Regions from separate parts of the Mus musculus genome. Here region 1 is linked to region 2. Evidence: chromatin contacts called from public HiChIP or PLAC-seq data. All regions are on one chromosome and are shown on one strand. The core of a region is the stretch at or near the end of the contact, and the rest is flanking DNA. Distances in the headings are between cores, read along the strand shown. Region 1 overlaps Nr6a1 (nuclear receptor subfamily 6, group A, member 1). Region 2 overlaps Nr6a1 (nuclear receptor subfamily 6, group A, member 1).

Evidence for each region. HiChIP or PLAC-seq counts read pairs in DNA pulled down with a chosen protein or histone mark.
Region 1: an H3K27ac HiChIP or PLAC-seq map of extraembryonic endoderm stem cells shows a contact between it and region 2. The contact joins two enhancer-like sites. A contact is called at or near these places in 1 of 39 promoter capture datasets (macrophages), 10 of 15 datasets of contacts at CTCF or cohesin (CD8 T cells, the NIH/3T3 cell line, embryonic stem cells and 5 more), 214 of 484 Hi-C or Micro-C datasets (the 3T3-L1 cell line, 3T3-L1-derived adipocytes, the 63-12 cell line and 113 more), 29 of 115 datasets of contacts at active chromatin or transcription factors (CD4 single positive thymocytes, CD8 T cells, the NIH/3T3 cell line and 20 more) and 5 of 9 other capture datasets (adipose tissue, embryonic stem cells, liver and 2 more).

Annotation. Positions count from the first base shown.
Region 1 is chr2:38,872,108-38,877,204 of GRCm38.p6, reverse strand. Nr6a1 (nuclear receptor subfamily 6, group A, member 1) reads left to right here. Exons shown (of 11, transcript NM_010264.4): 3 at 4,566-4,610. It overlaps Nr6a1os (a long non-coding RNA gene), which reads right to left. Exons shown (of 7, transcript XR_866167.2): 4 at 4,151-4,230. Among named protein-coding and RNA genes, the nearest start is that of Mir181b-2, 21 kb to the right of the region's middle. Within about 2 kb of position 2,269, at least 50 of the 459 cell types and tissues checked have an H3K27ac peak or open chromatin away from gene starts, as enhancers often do. A contact at or near this core is called in extraembryonic endoderm stem cells, where this site is marked.
Region 2 is chr2:38,787,927-38,792,853 of GRCm38.p6, reverse strand. The region is part of intron 3 of Nr6a1 (nuclear receptor subfamily 6, group A, member 1); the gene reads left to right. Among named protein-coding and RNA genes, the nearest start is that of Nr6a1os, 26 kb to the left of the region's middle. Within about 2 kb of position 1,678, at least 12 of the 459 cell types and tissues checked have an H3K27ac peak or open chromatin away from gene starts, as enhancers often do. A contact at or near this core is called in extraembryonic endoderm stem cells, where this site is marked.

The sequences.
Region 1 (5,097 bases), core at 1,020-3,519, 84 kb before region 2:
AGTCCAGGGATGGCATCACCCACCATTGTCTGGACTCTTCCCTGGCTGAACACTAATTGAGAAAATGTCTTATAGCTGGATCTCATGGAGGCATTTCCTTAAAGGAGGCTCCGTCTCTGATGACTCTTATTTGTGTCAAATTGACACACAAAACCAGCCAGTACAGGGGCAACATTGCATGTTGGGCTTTATTTACTGTTGACCTTGAGACAGGATCTTTTTCAGGGCTACATATTGCCCACAAACTTCTGGGGAGTTTTTGTCTCTGCCTCCTAGCTCTGTACAAACAGTGGGATTATAGGCGCATGGGTTCTGGGAATCTGAACTCAGGTTTAATTTATTTGGATGTCAGAAGTTTATTCACTTAGACTTTGCCTTACCCTGAGAAATACTATTTATTGGGCATTTCTTTTTTCTCTTTTTTTTTTTCTTTTTTTCTTTTTTCAAGACAGGGTTTCTCTGTATAGCCCTGGCTGTCCTGGAACGCACTTTGTAGACCAGGCTGGCCTCGAACTCAGAAATCTGCCTGCCTCTGCCTCCCGGGTTCTGGGATTAATGGCGTGTGCCACCACGCCCAGCTTTATTGGGCATTTCTTATGTGGCAAACACTGCAATATTCTAACAGTTATGAGTTAGGAGAATGCCATATAAGACCATTTGATAAATTTGTCTTTATAAGATCTGACCTGTTTAATTCAGTGCTGTTTTTTTCTTCCTCTTTCCTGTATGTGCCAAGTTTTAGCCACAGTATAAAGGCCACAGCTCTGTTAAGGGTTGCTAGTTTAACAGGAAAGGTAGACATAAGTTTATGTGGCTTTTTACCATAGAGTGTAAATTGACATATTTACAAAATGCTTAACATTGATTTTTTTCATTAAACACTTATAAAAGCTATTTTAAATATTCTATATTTAGATAAGAACTGTGAGGCCTGCTTGAGGAGGTAAAATGATCCCAAAGTATATATACCATGAAATATATGGCTATAGAGACCTTATTTAACTGAACTGTCTGTAGCCACCTTAATTTTGGTGAGTCTCAATGCTAATGATGGGTCCGAAGAAATAGCCCAATGGCATAGCCTTTTGCTACTATGTACAAGGTTCTTGGTTCAGTTCCCATGATCATCATCATCATTGGAGACAGGGTAATTCTTTGTGTTAATTCTGGCTGGCCTTGAACTCAGAGATCTGCCTGGTTCTGCCTCCAAGTGTTGGTATTAAAGGCTTGTGCCACTACATGTGTCCCCAACTTTTTACTTTTTTAAAAAGAGTTTATGTGTGTCATGATGGCTCAATGGGTAGAGGGGTTGTTACTCAAGTCTGGTGACCTGAGTTTGATCCTCGGAATCCATGTAAAGGAAAGAATTGATCCCATAGAGTTGTCCATTGACTGACCTTCACAGATGAGATGTGGAAGGCTCATGGCCTCCCATCATACATACAATAAGAAATAAAGTTTGTATATATTTTTGTGAGTACATTCATGTATATGTGTGTTTTATATGTACATGTGAAGAGTTGAAGACAATATAATGTCTTTTTCCTCTCCCTCTCTCTCCCCCTCTCCCTCCCTTTCCCTTTCCTTTGAGACAGGGTCTCACTCTGTAGCTCTGGCTGGTTTAGAACTCAATTTGTAGGCCAGGCTAGTCTTGAATGCACAGACCTGCTTGCTTTTGTCTGAGTGCTGGGGTTAAAGGCATGGACCACTGTGCCAAGCCCTATATCATGATTTTTATGTGTATGATGAGTTTTTCTTTCTTTGTTTTTGTTTTTTTGAGACAGGGGTTGGTTCTCTGTCCTGGCTGTCCTGGAACTCAATTTGTAGACCAGGCTTGACTCACAGAGATCCATCAATCTGCCTCTGCCGCCTGAGTGCTGGGATTAAAGGCACCACCCCCACCCGGCTCTGATGGTTTTTCAAAAAGTATCAATTGAGCATCTTTTGCATTATAGGATGATTTTTGGACACAAACTGGAAGAGTTCACTGGCAAATTAAGTCCACAAAGAAATTTCTTTTATGGCTCAGGTTAAGGACTGTTTTATCCTTTATGAGACAGTTTCTCTCCTAAAGCATATTAAGATAAATTTGTGAGTCTCTCTGTTTTCCCTTAATGTTTCCTCCTCCATAGCATTTACTCTGTGATTAGGTGGTTCCTGGCTCTAGCAGTTCCCCTGTGCTTCTAAAGGCCCAGCTCAGTATGTGGCAACACTGCCACATCAGGTCTCCTGAATGTGGCCCTTTGCTGGGAGGTTCTTTCTGATAGGATTCTTTTGAACAAGGTGGGGGTGGGATGAGATTGAGAGTTTAGGCTGAACTCTCCCAGTCACTTGACCTCTGCCCCTGTTTCAGAGTTTATACTGACTTGTAGGCATTCTCCATGGAGCCAAGAGTTGAGGACTTGTTTACAATTGGATTCAAAGGCAATTGTTGAGTCCTTGTGTAGCCATGGATGCCTGTTACTATCTGGTGGGTGCAGGGAATGCTTTGAGATTTGTTATGGATGACTAAGAAGGAATGTCTAAAAAAAAAAAATCTGAGGCTAGATTTTAGCAATTATTTTTTTCTGTGGGAACAGTATTGTAACAGTTTGAGACAACCCTGTGTCTGTGTGTGTGTGTGTGAGGAGGGGGTAGTGGTACATCTGCCAAAGCAAGCGTGTGAAGGTCAGAGGACAACTTTGTGGAGTTGATTCTTGACTTCTGGCTTTAGGTGGGTTCTAGGGATCATTTGCATGTCATCAGGCTTGTGTGTCACTTGCTTTTACCCACTGAGTCATCTCTCTGGCCCTCTTAGTTTTAAAAAAGCTGAAAATGTTTGTTTTAGTTCAATACCTTGGAATAGAATGCATTATAATTTTTCCTTATCCAGTTTTTGGTTTTTCACTTTAGTTTTGTTTTTTCACTTTGAAGACTAGGCTGACCTCTAACTCAGTGACCTACTCGTTTTTTGCCTCTTAAGTGCCAAGCTCAAAGGAGTGCACTACTACATTCACCCAGGCATTTAAACTTTTCAAAGTAAGAATCTTTCATGATTAAGGAAAATAGAATATGTTTTAATGAAATATTGGTTCCCTTTCAGCCGCCAAGTTTCTGAAACTATCCTGCCAAATAGTTTCAAGCCTTAGCTTTAGCTTCCCACTTAGAGCACAGACTTCATATCTAGATTATATGCATTCATTCTTATCCCTCCTGTCCCTCAATTTTTATTTTATTTTTATTTTATTTTATTTTATTTTTTTTGAGGAAGACTTTTTATGTAGCTGGGCTGATCTTGATAACTCTGTGTTGTCAGGGCTCTAACTCAAGATTTTCTTACCTTAGCCTCTTAAGTGCTAGAATTACATGTGTCTGTCAACCATACCAAGCCAGAATTCTCTTCTTTTGAAATTGCTCTGAGAAAGAAATACTCTAAAAGCCTAGAATAGAATGGTGAGATGGCTCAGCCAGGTAAAGTGGCTTGTTGCAAACCCTGACCTTCTGAATTCAGTGTCTGTAACCCACATTGTAGAAGGAGAGAACCAGCTTTCTCACATTGTCCTTTGACCTACACATGCACACTTTGACATGTGCATGCATATATGTATATATGAGTGTGCATATGTAAGCACATACACACTTACAGTGTAAATAAAAAATTAAAGCCTAGAATAATGTTGTGAAGTGCCTACTTACAGCCCCACTTCTAGAATTGGTCTCCTTTTTTTTTTTTTTTTTTTTTTTAAGATCTGTTTATTTATTATGTATGTGAAGATATTTGTGGCTGTCTTCAGACATACCAGGAGAGGGCACTGGATCCCATTACAGATGTTTGTTAGCCACCAAGTGGTTCCTGGGAAATGAACTCAGGACCTTTGGAAGAGCAGTCCAGTGCTCTTAACCATTGAGCCATCTCTCCAGCTCCCTGGCCTCCAAGACTTGAATTTAGTATTGGCCACAATGGAGGTTGGCAGTGCACATGTTTAATATCAACAGAGGCTGGTGGGCTCTGTGACTTCAGTAACATCCTGTCTCGAAAAGAGAAGAAAGAATAAATGGCGCATTTGTTCAGTAGTTTTTTATGAGATGGAGTATACTGGCAATTACAGGGTTAACTGCTGAAGGTGCCCCTATTGGAATGCATAGTACAGTAGAAAATACTGATACATACCTGTAATCCCAGTGGAAGGTAGAAGCATGAGATTCAGGAGTTCAGGATCATTTGGGATGCACAGTAAATTCCAGGCCAGCCTGAAATACATGAGACCATGTTAGAAAAGAGAAGCTTGCATGCTGACATCTGCTGACACCTGTGGAGCAGGAGTTCTTCATCCATAAAACTAACGATCCCTGCTAGGGCTCACTGTAACAACACAAGTACTGGTAGGTTATGTAAGTTACCATTGTTTACCCACTAGTTATTCCTGAATCTTTCTCCTTGGCTAAAATATGGGAATAAAATGTCTAACTTCTTTGTTAATATTTAATGAGCATTTACTGTATTATATCATTCAAGTATTGCTTTGTTTACTTTTCCTAGCAGCTCTATGAAGTTATTCTCAAATCTAGTTCTTTTTGCTTTGCAGATGGAGAGACTGACAGTTTAACACTTGGCCAAGGCCATATACCTGGTAAGTGGTAGAGCTGCTCTGTGTGATTCCAAAGCCCTCACTTTTTGTATCTTTTTAAAATTGAAATATGAATTTTTTCATACAAGGAAATGTTCCTATCTGAAAATGTGAATCAAAGCAGTGTTCACAAGGTTGTTCATTAATCATTGTAATCCACCATCAAAATTTCCTTATGCTTTTTCTTATTTTGATCCACTACTTAATCCCTAAAACCTAGTAACTTCTTAATACTTGTTCTACAGCCTTACATGCATAATTTCACATTTGCTCTTTTGTGCCTCTGCAGCCCAATATTTGACAATAATCCATAATTCATGTGTTAATAGCTTCTTCCTTCCTTCTTTCTTCCCTCCCCCCTCCCTCCCTCCCTCCCTCCCTCCCTCCCTCCCTCCCTTTTTTCTTTCCTTTTTTTAAATATTTTTATTAGATATTTTCCTCATTTACATTTCCAATGCTATCCCAAAAGTCCCCCATACCCCCCCCCCCC
Region 2 (4,927 bases), core at 429-2,928:
GCAGAAACAGACTATATAAAATATTAAAAGAACTATTTTTTGGAGAGAGGGGTCAAGGTTTGTGTAGCCCAAGCTGGCCTTGAAGCCATGGATGACCTTCAGCCCTTTATCCTCTTTCCTCCATCTCTGTGTTAGATAAGAGGTGTGAGCAGTTATGCCTGGTTTATGCAGTGCTTGGAAATCAAGCCTCCTAGGCAAACACTCTACAAATGGAGCTACATCTCCAGCCCCCTGCAATGATACCTTTTCTACTCCTGCATATACAAGCATTTCCATTAGTTATATATTCCTAGAAGTGTTTAGGTTGCTGGATTAAATAGTATGTGCATTTAAAATGGACTTGGTTTTAAGAAACAGTACGACAGATGATCTCTCAGTGTACCAGCTTATGTGATAACCTTTTAATAGAGGAGGCTAGACAGTGATCCTGAAAACTAGTTTTGACAGTGACCCATTACATAGGAGGATTTACCTTCCCAGTAGCATAAGAATTGTAAGTAGGTAATTTTTAAGGGCATGACCAAGCAGATTCATAGACTGATAAGAATTGCAACTGACTAACTCAGTTAAGAAACTCAAAGAAGGGAATAATCTATGAGATTATTTTGTATACTATCCAGTATGCACTCCTTTTCCTGTAACCCAGATTTTTTTTTTTTCTGAAGGACAAATCCTGCAGTAATGCTTGGGTTTTTTTTTTTTTTTTTCCTAAGGAGCATTATTAGGAAGAGATGCTTGGACAAGTTCAAGGAAAGAATTCCTGAAAGCCATTGGTCTTTCCTCACATCCTTTCACTGTTTGCCATACTGCTGTTGTCTTAAGGATTGCATAGATAATACCTTTGGTTCCAAAAGAAGGTTTGCTCCCAAGAGTCTATCTCTGAGAGATGGCACAGAGGAGGTAGTGTTCAAGTCACCAATGGAAGCCCAATATCTTTTATTTGATATCTAGTTTTGTTGTTGTTGTTGTTGTTTGGTTTTTCGAGACAGGGTTTCTCTGTATATCCCTGGCTGTCCTGGAACTCACTTTGTAGACCAGGCTGGCCTCGAACTCAGAAATCCACCATTGCCCTGCTTGTTTTTGAGACTGGTTTCTCTGTGTAACAGCCCTGACTATCCTGGATTTGCTTTGAAGACCAGGCTGATCTCAAACTTCTAGAGATCTACCTGCCTCTGCCTCCTGAATGTTTGGATTAAAGGTGTACACAACCATGCCAGGCCAGCCTTTGTTTTGTTTGTTTGTTTGTTTGTTTTAAAGATTTATTTATTTATCGTATGTATGTGAGTACATTGTAGTTCTCTTCAGACACACCAGAAGAGGGCATCTCATCCCCTTACAAGTGGTTGTGAGCCACCACGTGGTTGCTGGGAATTGAACTTAGGACCTTTGGAAGAGAACAGTCAGTTCTCTTAACCACTGAACCATCTCTCCAGCCCCAGCCTTTGTTTTTAATTCATTAAATACTCAGCTATATATGTAGATGCCAATACCACAGAGAGGATCTGCTCCCACCCCAGCTGAGACAGGTCATTCTTCTCTGAGCACACATTGTGTTTTGCCCCTCATCTCAGAAGTGTCCTTGTATCTCCTGCTGGCTTGATCTCTACAAGGAGGGGATCTTGACTTTCCAACCTATTGTTTGTCACAGAGTAGGGCTTGCTCAATGTTGACTTGCTTTAAATGTTGAACTCTTTGTCACTAATTCTGGAACAAGGGAAAGGAGGATGGTGTCCCCTTCCTTACCTCTAAGAGATGTGTGAACAAACATTCCAGTGGGCTTTGGGACAAAGATTCTGGTGGGAAAACTGACTCATTGTACTCAAGAACAAACAAAGTTTCTAGATTTGTGAGTGTAAAAGGATCTTAGTGACAGGATAGTATTTCCAACTAGGATGGCTGGATCCTAGTTTGGGGTTTTGGTTTTGGTTTTGATTTGTAAAGAAAGTGAATTTAAGGAAGACTAATAGATTAGAAAGAGCATAGTCCCAGATGGTCTCTCACAATAGCACTCTAACTTAATATTAGTTCAAAGAGGAAGGTTAGTTATGGTCTTTTTTGAAACACCCAGATAAAGTTAAAATAATCTCTTTAACCTTGCTAACTACAAAGTGGTGAGGGGCATTTCACCTTTTTATCATGCAGAGTGAGTAGTGCACTCAGAATTTGCTAGCACACTGTGAAAACTGGGTGTTGGGAGGGGTTCTGCTGGTATATCTTTGTGATGTAGATGAATGTGTCTTTCTGAATCTTATAGTTGTATAATTTTGTAGATGGAGGTTAGAGATTATCATCTTCACAGATTCAACTTTTGAGGAGAATACTCCCTGAGGATGTTGAATTGTTGTGTTCTCTATTCTTGCAATATTCTTATAATATCTTGATGATCAGTACCTAGGGCTGTTCCATAGTAATATTCTAACTCCAATTTTTTTTCATTTGTTGTCCTTTGTTCCATAGTTACTTTTCAGTTGTTGTGATAAAATATTATGACCCAAAGCAACTTGGGACAGAAAGGAATTATCTTAAGTTTGTAGATTAAAAGGAATTTAATCTTATAGTTTATAGTCTATTATTCAGCGAATCAGGACAGGAGCTGATGCAAAGGCTGTGGAGGAACGCTGCTTACTGGTTTTTTTCTCATTGCCTATGCAGCCTGCTTTCTTATACACTCAGGACAACCAGCCCACCAGTGGCTACCAGTATGCTGGGGCCTTCCACATTAATTACCAATCAAGAAAATGTACCACAGACTTGCCTACAGGCCAATTTAGTGGGACATTTTGTCAATTGAGAGTACCTCTTCCAAAATAACTATAGCTTACGCCATGTTAACGTAGAACTAGCCAGCACACATAGTGTAATGAAAAGACAGATTAAAGGCTTCTTTTCCTTACTTAGTAATTTTCAAGATGATATCTTCTCAAACACATCCAACCATTGATGATAGGAGAATTTTTCAGCATTTCTTTTCTGTCCTCACTCCTCCTCTCTTCCAGAACCCATGAAGGCTGGACAGAACCTTTTAGCTACCATGCCTAGTTTGTTTGGTACTACATATCAAATCCAGAAGCCTCATGCATATTAGGCAAGCACCGTACCAACTGAGCTATATCCCCACTCCTAGCATCATTAAGTCATAGATTTTTTTTTCCTTTTCTTTTTGGTGGTGCTGGCAAGTGAACTCAGTTTCATTCACTTGGCAAATATTCCACCACTGACTAATGCTCCTAACCCTAGCCTGAAGATTTAAACATTTGTGTTGCAGTTGATTATGTATTTAAAGATGCTTGAATTGTGCTACTCTTGGTTACTGATACCTCTTCACAGTGATTCTATCATTTTTGAGTAGGTAGAAAAGGTCAGAAGTTGGTGATATTCAGGGAGAAAGAAGGAATTGAGGAAGGAACCATAGGTTTCTGGCATAGGAGACTTGTTAATATCATTAATTGAGCAGAGCCCAGACAAAGAGCAAGTTTTAAAGAAAAGCTGTATTTGAGGGCGTAAGATGGTGTACCTTAGGTGAGGAAGCCCTGGAAACAGTTATCAGGACATGAGGCTCCAAGGAACAGTATTTGACTCCAGGACCCAGGAGAGGGCTTTATTGTTTTGTATTCTTGACTCAGATTTGAATTAAATATCTTGTTTGAAAAAATTTCATCTGTTTGCCAACTGGAACCAAGTCCTACTCCAAAAAACACTGGTAAGACTCAGTTGCTTTCTCTTTTGTTTTCTATTTTTGGTAAAGAGTAACTAATAGATGTTGTTGATAGTAGGATTACTATCTGGTCAGTTTAAAGTCTTCAACTTTATTACATAAATTTCCTCAGATAGAGGAAAGCTTTGCATGTGGATGTGGATACTTGCCTTAGAATTGGGACTGGGAGAACTGGTTTGGCTTTGCAGAAATGACCCGGGCAGATTGCTTGGTGATTGGTTATGTTCTTGAAGGGATTTTCTTTCCTTTTTCCTTGTTGCTGGATTCAGGACCAGCTACTCTTTACTTTTTTTGACTGACTTTTTGGTCTTGCACTACCTATGCAGTGGTCATCAAAAACATAAGCATAGTCTCAAATAGCTTGGAATCTAATGGGAGATCTATAATGTGTATGTTAGTCAAAAGGGCACCCATAATATATAGTAAATAGAAGATAATGGTAGGAAATCTTTTACTTTGAGAACTAGGTTTTCAGCAGAAAGTCTAATATCAAGTAAGTGTAAAAATAGAAAATGTGGGGCTGGTGAGATGGCTCAGTGGGTAAGAGCACCCGACTGTTCTTCAGAAGGTCCAGAGTTCAAATCCCAGCAACCACATGGTGGCTCACAACCATCTGTAACAAGAGCTGACGCCCTCTTCTGGAGTGTCTGAAGACAGCTACAGTGCACTTACATATAATAAATAAATAAATCTTTAAAAAAAAAAATAGAAAATGCTTATATAGCCAGGACCTAATATGTGAGTTCTCATAGCAACTGCCTTTACCTACTAAACCAGTTCATTTGTATTTCCATAATAATTTTCTTACCCAATTCTTTCATGGTATTCATAACACTATATTGTCACTTCTGTGTGTAGTGTATTTTCATTACCAGTGGGTTAGTTTTGAGCAGTGGAGAGGTGAGGCTGGAGTGTGAGCACCTTTAGAACAAAGGTCACATGCCACCATAGACAGCATAGTATCTTCCTATAGCAGAAAATGTGTGTTTATAGGATTGGATGAAAATCTCCAGCTTCTGGAGTGCTTTATTAGTCCTAATACCTAAGCTTACCTCAACTTTGAAACCATTAAAGCTCCTTTCCAGCTTGAGAAGTAGAACTTGGAGATCACTTCTGCTCACTCCCATTCTCTGGAGTCAGGAGCTTCCCTTTGCAGTCTCAGACAGTGTGAGCGTCATTTGATTCTGGTTTCATTATTCCTCTTTAGCTGAA